2 separate regions of the Hordeum vulgare genome follow, and region 1 is linked to region 2. Evidence: chromatin contacts called from public Hi-C data. All regions are on one chromosome and are shown on one strand. Each heading gives the region's core, a stretch centred on a gene start, on an enhancer-like site or on the middle of the called end of the contact. The rest is flanking DNA. Distances are from core to core; before and after follow the strand shown.

What was found. Hi-C and Micro-C count contacts between places; a contact is called where the count stands out from the background.
Region 1: a Hi-C map of leaf shows a contact between it and region 2, with 5 times the contacts expected there. The contact joins the enhancer-like site here to the promoter of LOC123398938 in region 2. A contact is called at or near these places in 2 of 6 Hi-C or Micro-C datasets (leaf and seedling).

The regions. Positions count from the first base shown.
Region 1 is chr5H:460,030,490-460,035,432 of MorexV3_pseudomolecules_assembly, forward strand. No RefSeq gene overlaps it. Among protein-coding and RNA genes, the nearest start is that of LOC123398938, 65 kb to the left of the region's middle. Within about 2 kb of position 3,217, at least 2 of the 3 cell types and tissues checked have open chromatin away from gene starts, as enhancers often do. A contact at or near this core is called in leaf and seedling, where this site is marked.
Region 2 is chr5H:459,965,465-459,970,486 of MorexV3_pseudomolecules_assembly, forward strand. It overlaps LOC123398938 (abscisic acid 8'-hydroxylase 3), which reads right to left and starts at 2,574. Exons shown (of 7, transcript XM_045093381.1): 1 at 1,873-2,574; 2 at 1,633-1,785; 3 at 1,147-1,503; 4 at 959-1,037; 5 at 689-795; 6 at 217-335. The coding sequence starts at 2,412.

The DNA.
Region 1 (4,943 bases), core at 1,967-4,466, 66 kb after region 2:
ATTCAATCCGCACTTCCTTTTTAAGTGGAGAAAAACGAAAAACGGTTCGTTTAATCTAGTATATATACAGTGCCACCTCTGTTTCAACATAGTCATGTACCTAGCCGAGTGGCAGATGCACTGACGGCTTACTACACAACTAGGAGACTTGGGTTCGACTCCAGTGCTGGCCTGTTTTTCCTTTCCTATTGCTTCACTTTTTTTGTAAATTCAAATACTTTTAAAACATTCATATCTTTTAAATCCTAATTCCAAATCTAACATGTTATATATAAAAATCGCACAGAAAAAAGTAAAGATTTCAAATATGTTATTATTTTACATGTTACTTTCCAGTTTTTCCTTTCCTATTGCTTCATTTTTTGTGTAAATTCAAATGCTTTTAAAACATTCATATCTTTTAAATCCTAACTCCAAATCTACTCCCTCTGTTCCTAAATATAAGTCTTTCTAGAGGTTTTATTAGGGGACTACATACGGATGTATATAGACATGTTTTAGAGTGTAGATTCACTCATCTTGCTCCGTATGTAGACCCTTAGTGAAATATCTTTAAAGACTTATATTTAGGAACGGAGGGAGTAACATGTTATATATGAAAATCGCTCAGAAAAAAGTGAAGATTTCAAATATGCTATTATGCTTCATTTTTTTGTAAATTCAAATGCTTTTAAAACATTCATATCTTTTAAATCCTAACTCCAAATCTAACATGTTATATATAAAAATCGCACAGAAAAAAGTGAAGATTTCAAATATGCTATTATTTTGCATGTTACTTTCCTGTTTTTCCTTTCCTATTGCTTCATTTTTTGTGTAAATTCAAATGCTTTTAAAACATTCATATCTTTTAAATCCTAACTTCAAATCTAACATGTTATATATGAAAATCGCTCAGAAAAAAATGAAGATTTCAAATATGCTATTATTTTGCATGTTACTTTCCACAATAAAGCTTATTGTGCAATATTAATTAATACCTTCTATATATTGGTTATTTTGGAAATGCCTCTTACACATGTTTCTTGTCCCATTTAACTTGAGTAGATATAACAGTTTAATGCTCTCACAAAAGATAGAGTTGACACTATAGCGGATGTTGATTCCTACTAGCTACCATATGCTAAAGGTTACAATATGTACATAGTCGATTCCTACTAGCTACAATATGCTAAAGGATACAACATGTACATAGTCATGACCATTATTTTAAGTTGTGTTGAACTGGAAAAAACTTACTTTCAGGCCTGGGATTTTTTTAATCTATGAAACTGAAAAGGAACTAGATGAATATTACAACTGTTTTAAATCAAGAATATGGTGCATTTGTTTAATAGCGCTTAACTTGGGGTAGAAATAGTTTTTTTTCCTACTGTTAGTGTTTAATGGCTTTCTATAGACGTGGTTTCCTCTGCGGAGCAGCACTTTTTTAAGCTTAGCAATTCAAAGGTCAAATATTGTTGTATTAAACTTCCGGTAACATTGTTTCAGTTTCTAAAACAATTTTTATGTAAGCATTACATTATATTTTAAAACTTTAAAAGAAACTTCTTTCGTCTATATTTCAAAACTTTAAAAGAAACTTATTCCGTCCAAAAATAGATGTATTACATTTAACATTATAATTGACATTTATTAAAATTAATGCCGCATAATGACAAAACAATTAGGTATTGCACTTTTTTCTAGCTCGGTGCAACGCACGGGCATTTGTACTAGTGGGATTCTTAAGTCAAATGGAACCTGTTTAATTCCAGATACTTCTGTTGAACTTGTGCGCATTGAATTGAATTCAAATAGGAGCAGGTGTGGTGTTTCCAGATTTCTCGTGCACATTTGACCGAAAAGCTGGGCCGGCCAATTGCCTAGTTCCATGCATACTGCTTCGAGACAAGAGAACATAGAGTTAGGTAACATAGTTCGCTGACTCACAGATTTGTTTAATTTGCTACGTAGGACGTGAGATGGTCGTTGTTACCCTTAAACTTGTGGTACTGGTATGTGGCGCCAGCACGTAGTTTTCTTCCTATCCTGTAGGGAAGAGATTAAAGCATGCCCTGCATTTTCTGTATTCCTGCATGTTTCTTCAGTTCATTCGTACGTGTCTCCTGCATCACCACATGAACAAATGGCTCCTGATTTTCTTTTATTCCGAAGAACGGCATGTTGGTCTATCCAGTAACAAGGCTGTTCGTTATGAAACCTGCAAGCAAGTTTGGTTGGTCCAAATATATTGCTCCATAATAGCACAAAAATGTTGAAAGGAACTGCTCGCTTTGATTGTGAAAAGCGAAGGATGTGGGGAAGGGGATTGCACAGTGGCGTTAATCAGAGCAACACAGCTTGCAAAAATCCAACTATAGGCGCAAAGTCGATCGTACGGTTGATGAATTCTAGATCATTCTCGTCGGAAGGCTATGGTCGAGTCATCCTCAAGACTTTGAGACGCGTCCTTGTGATTTCTGGAACTTGCAGTACGAACTGAGCGAGATGGGTCTCGGAGACTCGGATCCATGCGTACACGTATTCCATGTCGACCGAGATGGAGAAGGAAGCAACCAAACCAAACCCATTGTTGACCGGAACATGAGCGGTGCTCTCTTTCTCCGGAAGGCTCAGTGCACAGGACCTGAGATTTGGACGCGGTACGGGGCGTGATCCGCCGTGCCGCCTCAGCGCGAGCTCGGCCCGTGCTGGCCCTTTCAGGCGGTTATTAGGCTTGTACTGGCCACCCTGTAGCGCGATGGCAGTGACGGCCCTGATCAGTGGTTCCCTTCCCCGCCGGTGCACAGCCGCCGTCGCTGTCGCCGAGATCCGCCCGGTCGGACCGTTTCAGTCTGCTCGGCTGCTCTAGAACCGGCTGTCCTTGCTTCCAATGATCTGTGCGCGTCAGTATTGATTGTCCGCGGATTGCGCGGCCGGCGTGGGGTCTCGCGCAGCCACACGCCGCGGCGCGCCCCCGGCGGACGCCCTGGACGGCATGGCACCGCCGGTTCGGCGACCAACCAAACCAGCCCTGAGCACGTGAAGGACGGCGACCACGCCAGAAGCCGCGCGCGCGTCGCCATCGGACGCTGCATGCATGGCGATCGCGCGCCGACAGAAACGAGCGTTATCCCGGGTGCAACTTGCATGCCGCGCGGGGCCGAGCGGGGAGCGTAGCGGCGGCGGCGGCGCTACGGTCCACCGACCGGGTCGTGGGTCGCGTCGCCTAGCGCCGCGGACGGGCTGGCCCAGGGGAACCGCGCCGATCGGTGTCGGTGGCCGGAACGCCGGGCGGGCCTGTCCCGTCGCCGTCAGCGTACGTGTTCCCTACTTCCTGTGGCGCAGGCCGTGCCTGTCAGGCCACATATAGGGCTCCGAAAATATGGCTGTTTTCCCCGCGGGTTGTGCTCGTCAGGTGATATGGCCCGATGCAAGTTGCCAATGGCACGATAGAGATCGGACGGATTACGGTTCGTGCTTGTGATCAATCATGCACCGACTTTTATCCAAGTTGGTACGGCTGATCGGTATAGCAATCGCGCGGGATGGTTGGCATGTACAATGGTTTTTTAAGAGTATAATCGAAATTGCTCACGTACACAAGTATACACTCACCTCTATGAATGCACGCAGGTGCATCCTACCTCTATGAACATCTTTGAAAGACTGAGCTGGCACATCATCGACGCCTTCGTAGTCGAGGTGAACGTCTCCTCCCACTGAACGCACATCACCGGAAGGCTTGAAATAAATCTAGGAAAATGCAATCATCAATGTCAAATCTGGGATTTTAAACTCTAGCGGACACAGGATACCACACTCCTCCCAACCATCTAACCGCGGGTTGGTTTGTGGCATGTACAGTGGTTGATAAGATAGTCTTATCTTAAGTTTTATGTATAACGTAAAGATGATTAAAAAATATGTCTACAATGAGTCATCTCTTAGGCTTATGTGCAATAACTATGTATTTTTAAAAACATGATGAGACATATTATGTTAAGAAATTGTCTCTTATCTTCTCTTAAATAAGAGAAGACAAATCTTTTCTTATGATTTCTCTCTCTTCCACCTCGACATTTTTAAGATAGAACCATTGTACATGCCCTAGCGAGCCTCTCTCAGCACTCATCCCGCTAAGATTTTTGGTTCAGATCGACTTCACTGCGTGGTGCTTACTTTAGAGGGTGTTCATTGTTTAATAAGAGTATCTGCAACTAACGTTTTCCTCGAAGCTTTTTCTAGGGTTTCTGAGCGGATAAGGCAGCACGCGGGCGATTGCGATCTCCTGCGCCGCAAAGTTAGGGTCTCATGATAGGTAGATCTGCTTAGGGTGATCAAGGGGAGACCTTATGTATTTGCCCACCCTTCGCAGCGCCAGTAGACAAGTGCCTGGGAAGCAAGGAGGGGACAGTGGAAGAGATGATGAAAAGATTCGAATTGACACAAAATGGAAGTGAAGTTGGTGATCGATGAAGAGGTGAATGGAAGTGAAGAAAACGCTTCGGGCTCGTGTGCAAGGTTCTGTTTCGTAGAGTGTTGCATGTGAGTACCATCTCGGATGCACTTCGTCCGACGTGGGGTAGTTCAAAGGGCTTTTGTTTTTTATCGCGGGGAGATAATGTGTTAGTGGAAAGCTTTGGGATCAAAGGAATAGATACCGGCTCTTTGCCGGTGGCCCTTGGGCAGTAGGCAAAAATGAGTTGTGCTAGAGATTTGTAACACCCGATCACGCCCTGACCTAAATATTTGGCCCCCAAGAGGATGAATATTCGGGTGCGGGTGGTTAACCTACCGTACAATTGGATGCAGATGCTCGTGGTTTTGCATGGGGCGAGCGCTTGAGAATTACGGTTGGGATAAATGTTAAAGAGCCACCTGTTGGGAGTGCCATAAGATAGTTCTAATACAAAGGAGGTGCGGTTCTTGATATACAATATGGAAACCTCTACAACTTC
Region 2 (5,022 bases), core at 1,324-3,823:
CGAGGCAGGGCGGGCAGCAGCCAATTCCAGAGGACCACCCATGAGCACGTACGACACGATGGGTGCATGGTTGGAGCATGCGTGCCGTGGAACTGGGAGGGTGGCCCAGCGAATTGGCGCCACTGCACCAGCCATAGCCATGGGACGTTCCCTGTCCCCACGGCCAAAGACGGGGATACGGCGAGGATCTGTGTGGAGAGGGAGCCCGGCACGCACCTGTAGCCGGTGACCAGGTGGTGGATGAGCACCAGCATCTCGAGCTTGGCCAGCTCGTTCCCCGGGCACGCGTGCACCCCGCTCCCGAACGGCGTGAAGGTGTTCGGCCGCGGCGCCACCTGCACAACCAGAAGAAAACGAGATGAGATCCCGTAAAAAGCTGGCCGTTTTACTAATCTGGGAAACAAAGCCGGGCTCAAGTATTCTAGATAGGGCAGGCATGCATGCATGCATGCATCATGATTTAATCGTGTTCAACTAGTAAGAGTGTTTGGCACCGTATTCAGCAGGTTATCGCTGCCCGTACTCATGAGTGGACGGTATTGACCGATGAAGGGCGCACAATTTATTGCATCGAAAGGAACAATTTTTCAGTTGCTCCTTTTTTGAAGGCCACGATTTTCAGTTCGGCCAGGCGCACGCATCCACATCACGATTGCATTGCACTCCGGCGAGGGAGACGCGTACGTACCTTGAATCGCGAAGGGTCGAACTTGTGTGGATCCTGGAAGTAGTCCGGGCTGTGATGGATGTTCCTGAAGAGCGGCATCACCTTCCACCCCTTGGGGATAAGAAACCCTGCACGCCAGGCAAAATTTCACGTCAGGTCGCATCATCCTCATCATCGCCGCACCGTCCGGAATTAAGTCCCATGCACGGTAACGCCACGTCTACGCAGCGCCACGTCGACCCTGCAGGCTAGCTGATGTACGTGCACGTGATCTTGCCTAGGCGTACGTACCTTTGTACTCCACGTCGGCCACGGCCTCCCTGAACGTGAAGGAGATGATGCTGGCCATCCTTAGGCTCTCCAAAATCACCTGCGCGTGCGTACGCACGTACGACGGGCAACATCAGCAACCACACACGGCACAAGAAAACATGTAACTGTAAGCTTTGAAGTAAGTACTGGTAGTATATGGCACGCACCCTGTGCGTCAGCGTCATGCTCCTCGTCTGCGCCCATGTCAGCGGCCGCCTCCCGCCGTCGTTGGCCTCGTGGATCGCCGCGTGCTCCGCCCTGACGGCCTCGAGCAGCTTCGGGCGGTCGTGGAGGTACTTGACGATCCAGGTGAGCACGCTGGCCGTCGTGTCCTGCGCCGCGAACAGCACGCCGATGACGTTGTCGGCGACCTGCTCGTCCGTCAGCAGCGCGCCCTCGTCGTCGGCGTCGTCGCCGCCGGCCCGCGACCGCATGAGGCAGCCGAGGAGGTCGTCGCCGTGCTCGCCCCGCTCCCTACGCTCGTGCACGACGTCGCTCAGCACGCCGTTCAGCCGCCGCCTCGCCTGCATGCAGCATGCGGTTTGCGTCACAACGGCATTTATGTCATATTGTTGCCGCCGATATAAAGACGTGCTACTAATACTATACACGACGAACGTGACGAAGGCGCACGGTTTTCATCGGTTGCTTACCTGGATCGCCTTGTAGTATAGCGTCCCGGGGAAGCTGTTGGGGAAGGAGTTGTAGCCTTTCTCCACGACGGCGTAGTTCCGCCTGAGCTCCTCCTTCCGCCGCTCGTCCAGCCGCCCGCCGAAGATCGTCACGATGCCGACGTCGAACGAGAGCTGACGAAAAAAGCAGGCACCGATTAACATCCAACACTCCAAGACAACAACTACACGCGCGCAGCGCAGCTAGCTGCTATAGCTTACCCTCTTCATGGCGTGGAAAGTGCTGGCGACGTCGCCGTCCGCCCAGGCGGCGAGCGTGGAGCGAACGGCGGCCTCGATGTCCGGCACGAGCTTGCGCAGGGCCTCGGGGCCGAGCGGGCCCTGGACGAGCCGGCGGAGGCGGAGGTGGTAGTCGCCCTGGTGGAAGAAGAGCGCCGACGGGCCGATGAGGCGCTCCTTGCTCCGCGGGTACGTCGGCTTGAAGAGGTGGGCCCGCGACACCAGCACGAAGCGCGCCGCCTCCGGGCTCGCCAGCATCACGCACGGGCACCCCAGGAGGTGCGTCTTGAAGATCTCGCCGTACCGCTTCTGCTTGGAGGAGAGGAAGACGCTGGGGTCCTGGGAGTAGAGCTGCAGGGTCTCGCCGACGTAAGGCAGGCCCATGGAGCCGGGGGGCAGCTTGAGGGCGGCCTGCTCATGACGGCCATGAGCGCAGCCCTGGCGCCTCCGCCGGATTGCGTGGTGGGCGTAGGACACGATGGCCACAGAGACGAGGATGCACAGGAGGAGGAAGAAGGCCATCCAATCCAAATGATCCTTGAGAAGGATCACTCAGACCAGCGAGGTGCTCCGAGCTTGCTGCTGTGTGCTTGTGTTGTGTCTACAAATCTGCGCTGCTGGCAGAGGAGATCGAGAGGTCGAGGAGAGTGAGGAGAAAAATCTTCGGTGGATCTTTCGAATGGTGGAGGGGGTGGGAAGGCCTCGCCGCGGTATTTATAGATGGGGCCGGAAAGCGAGAGGCCAATTTGGAGGCTCTTGGGCTGCTGGGCTGGCAACTCTTGGTGTGAAATGTCAAAGTGAAGAGGACAAGTTTTCTTCTTATTATCGCCGAAATTATATCGAGCGCAAGAAGGGAACCACGGCTTTCATGTGGTGAAACCCAAAGTCAAGTTGCATTGCAAGTTCAGCACCGGCAAAGGAAAAACAGGTTGCCTCCACTCCGTTCATGCTTAAAAACCTACATGTTACCCAAGCCAACGGCGACCTTTAGACCAAGCTCGCACTTTAGCAAACACGAGTAATCAGGGAACAACTACTATCAAAATGTGAGCATGGGACACGCACGCACATCATTTGACTCATCACTTTAACATGTGTCGAAGTGCCTTCGATCTTTAAAAAGATTAACATGTAAAGGATGAGTATACGGTGACTAAACATGTAAGTAGGGAGTAGAAATTTCACATGAAATTTGTGTTTTTCAATCTTGCACTTCTTCACATACAGAAGGAGAAAATTCTCCATTGCATAGGGAATTGAAAGTAGCTCAGAAGGTTAGTTCCTTGTGATGGAACCAACCCATCAAGGTTGAAATCTTAGACTTGCCATTGATGCTCATTTTTTTTAATATAATTCAGACTTTTCGACAATGTTCGCTCAGTGCGAGGAGAGATTCCTCGTCGACCATGAGACGTTTGTGGTGGCTTCTTCAATCCATGAATGCGTGCATTTATATGAATGAGTGTATGTACGTTTATATAAGCATCTGCATTGCACCGTGTTAGTAAAAATTCCATTGCATGTGATTTTTATTTGAAATTGGAATGTACTGTAGACAGATGTTATCTATTCTGCCCGTGTTTTTCCAACCTGTTTTTTCCTATTTTAGTATTTATCTACCTTTTTAGGAAAAACTGTACATCATGTATTCCCATAAGCACATCATAACGCAGTTCAATAACCGCAAAGCTCCATGTCATCCATATACAAATACGGTAGCTTGGGAACAAGGAATAGGAGTTGTGCAAGTAGAACATCAAAAGGTTGTCTCAAGCATCTTAAGAACATATTCTTCGGAGCAAGTGTACACATGCAATGCACATAGTCCATGTGAATTTTTAGTTTGCTAACCACATGTCCCATGTGGTAATGCACATAGTCCATGAGAAGTATACCAACAAATGTAAAATTTGACATATAAATCAAATTGACCCTCTTGAAATATCTCTCTCTCTCATAAACCACCAAGAGAAAAATAGACTGAACACTAAGCATAGGGTGAATCTTGAACCATAAGCATACAACGAAGAGGCAAGTATGTGGGTATTAATTAGTTGACGTAAAATTAAGTGGTAATTTTACCAAACTTGAGTTGTGGTCAGTAGCTAAAAGTATCTTGGACAGATCAAATCAAACAACCGTATTAGCTTGTACTATTAGTATTACTGAAAATGAAATATTTTCTTCGGTCCGTATTAATTATTGTTGAGTTAGCACAACTTTGTTCTAAATATTTTTAGATCGGAGCGAGTAGATATATTTGCTAAATTGGAGTGCAAAGCATTCCAATTTACGGAGGAGTGCAAATTAAGCATTATGTGATTTGTCCTTTCATGAGTTACCGAGCACATTATCCTCTGTTACGAGATTTATGTAGTCCAATTGGTGAATAGGCAAATATAAAGTGCACTGTAATGCAAATCTATAACAAAAACGTAGCTTGTACTCCCCGTGTACCGATTTATATGATGTGCACGTATTTTTACATTGTCAATTCAACCAATGAAATACAAGTTATATGTCCAAAAATTCATACAATTAAATAAGTATTCTAAATGTTTACTGTACTTTTTAGGACATATAACTTGTACTACCTTGATAAAATTGACGAGCAAAAGACACCAGCATGCGGCCTTAGTCGTAACAGATCGTTTTCCTCGTCCCTCACGGCTGAAACCCTAGCCGCTGCGAGGAGAGGCCAACTTCCAGCGCCATCTTTTCGACGGCTCTTCTCTGCCGACGATCTTGGTCGTCGTCGGTTGTGAGGGGGCTCGTGGGATCCATATGTGTGGATCGTTTTTTACTTTTCGTAGTCTAGTTTTTAAGATGTTCATCGTCTTGGCTTCAGTGGTGACTATGGGGACGCTGAATAAAAATTCTTTGGATCTTTTCCCAGATGAGACCATCGGTCCTATGGTTGAGGATGGATTTGGAAATCAGTCTGTTCAAGCAAGGATGGCGTGGCGGCGGCGGCAACCCCGTGGTGGACGTGTGTCCTCGGGCTCTATCGCTGCAATGGCGTTTGTTCCAGCGTCGCACTGTGCTTGGGAGGTGGTCCAGGAACGGATGCAGATTGTGGTCTGCATCGACGACATATGGAAGACGGAATGTATGCTGGGTTTGTGGTTCGTG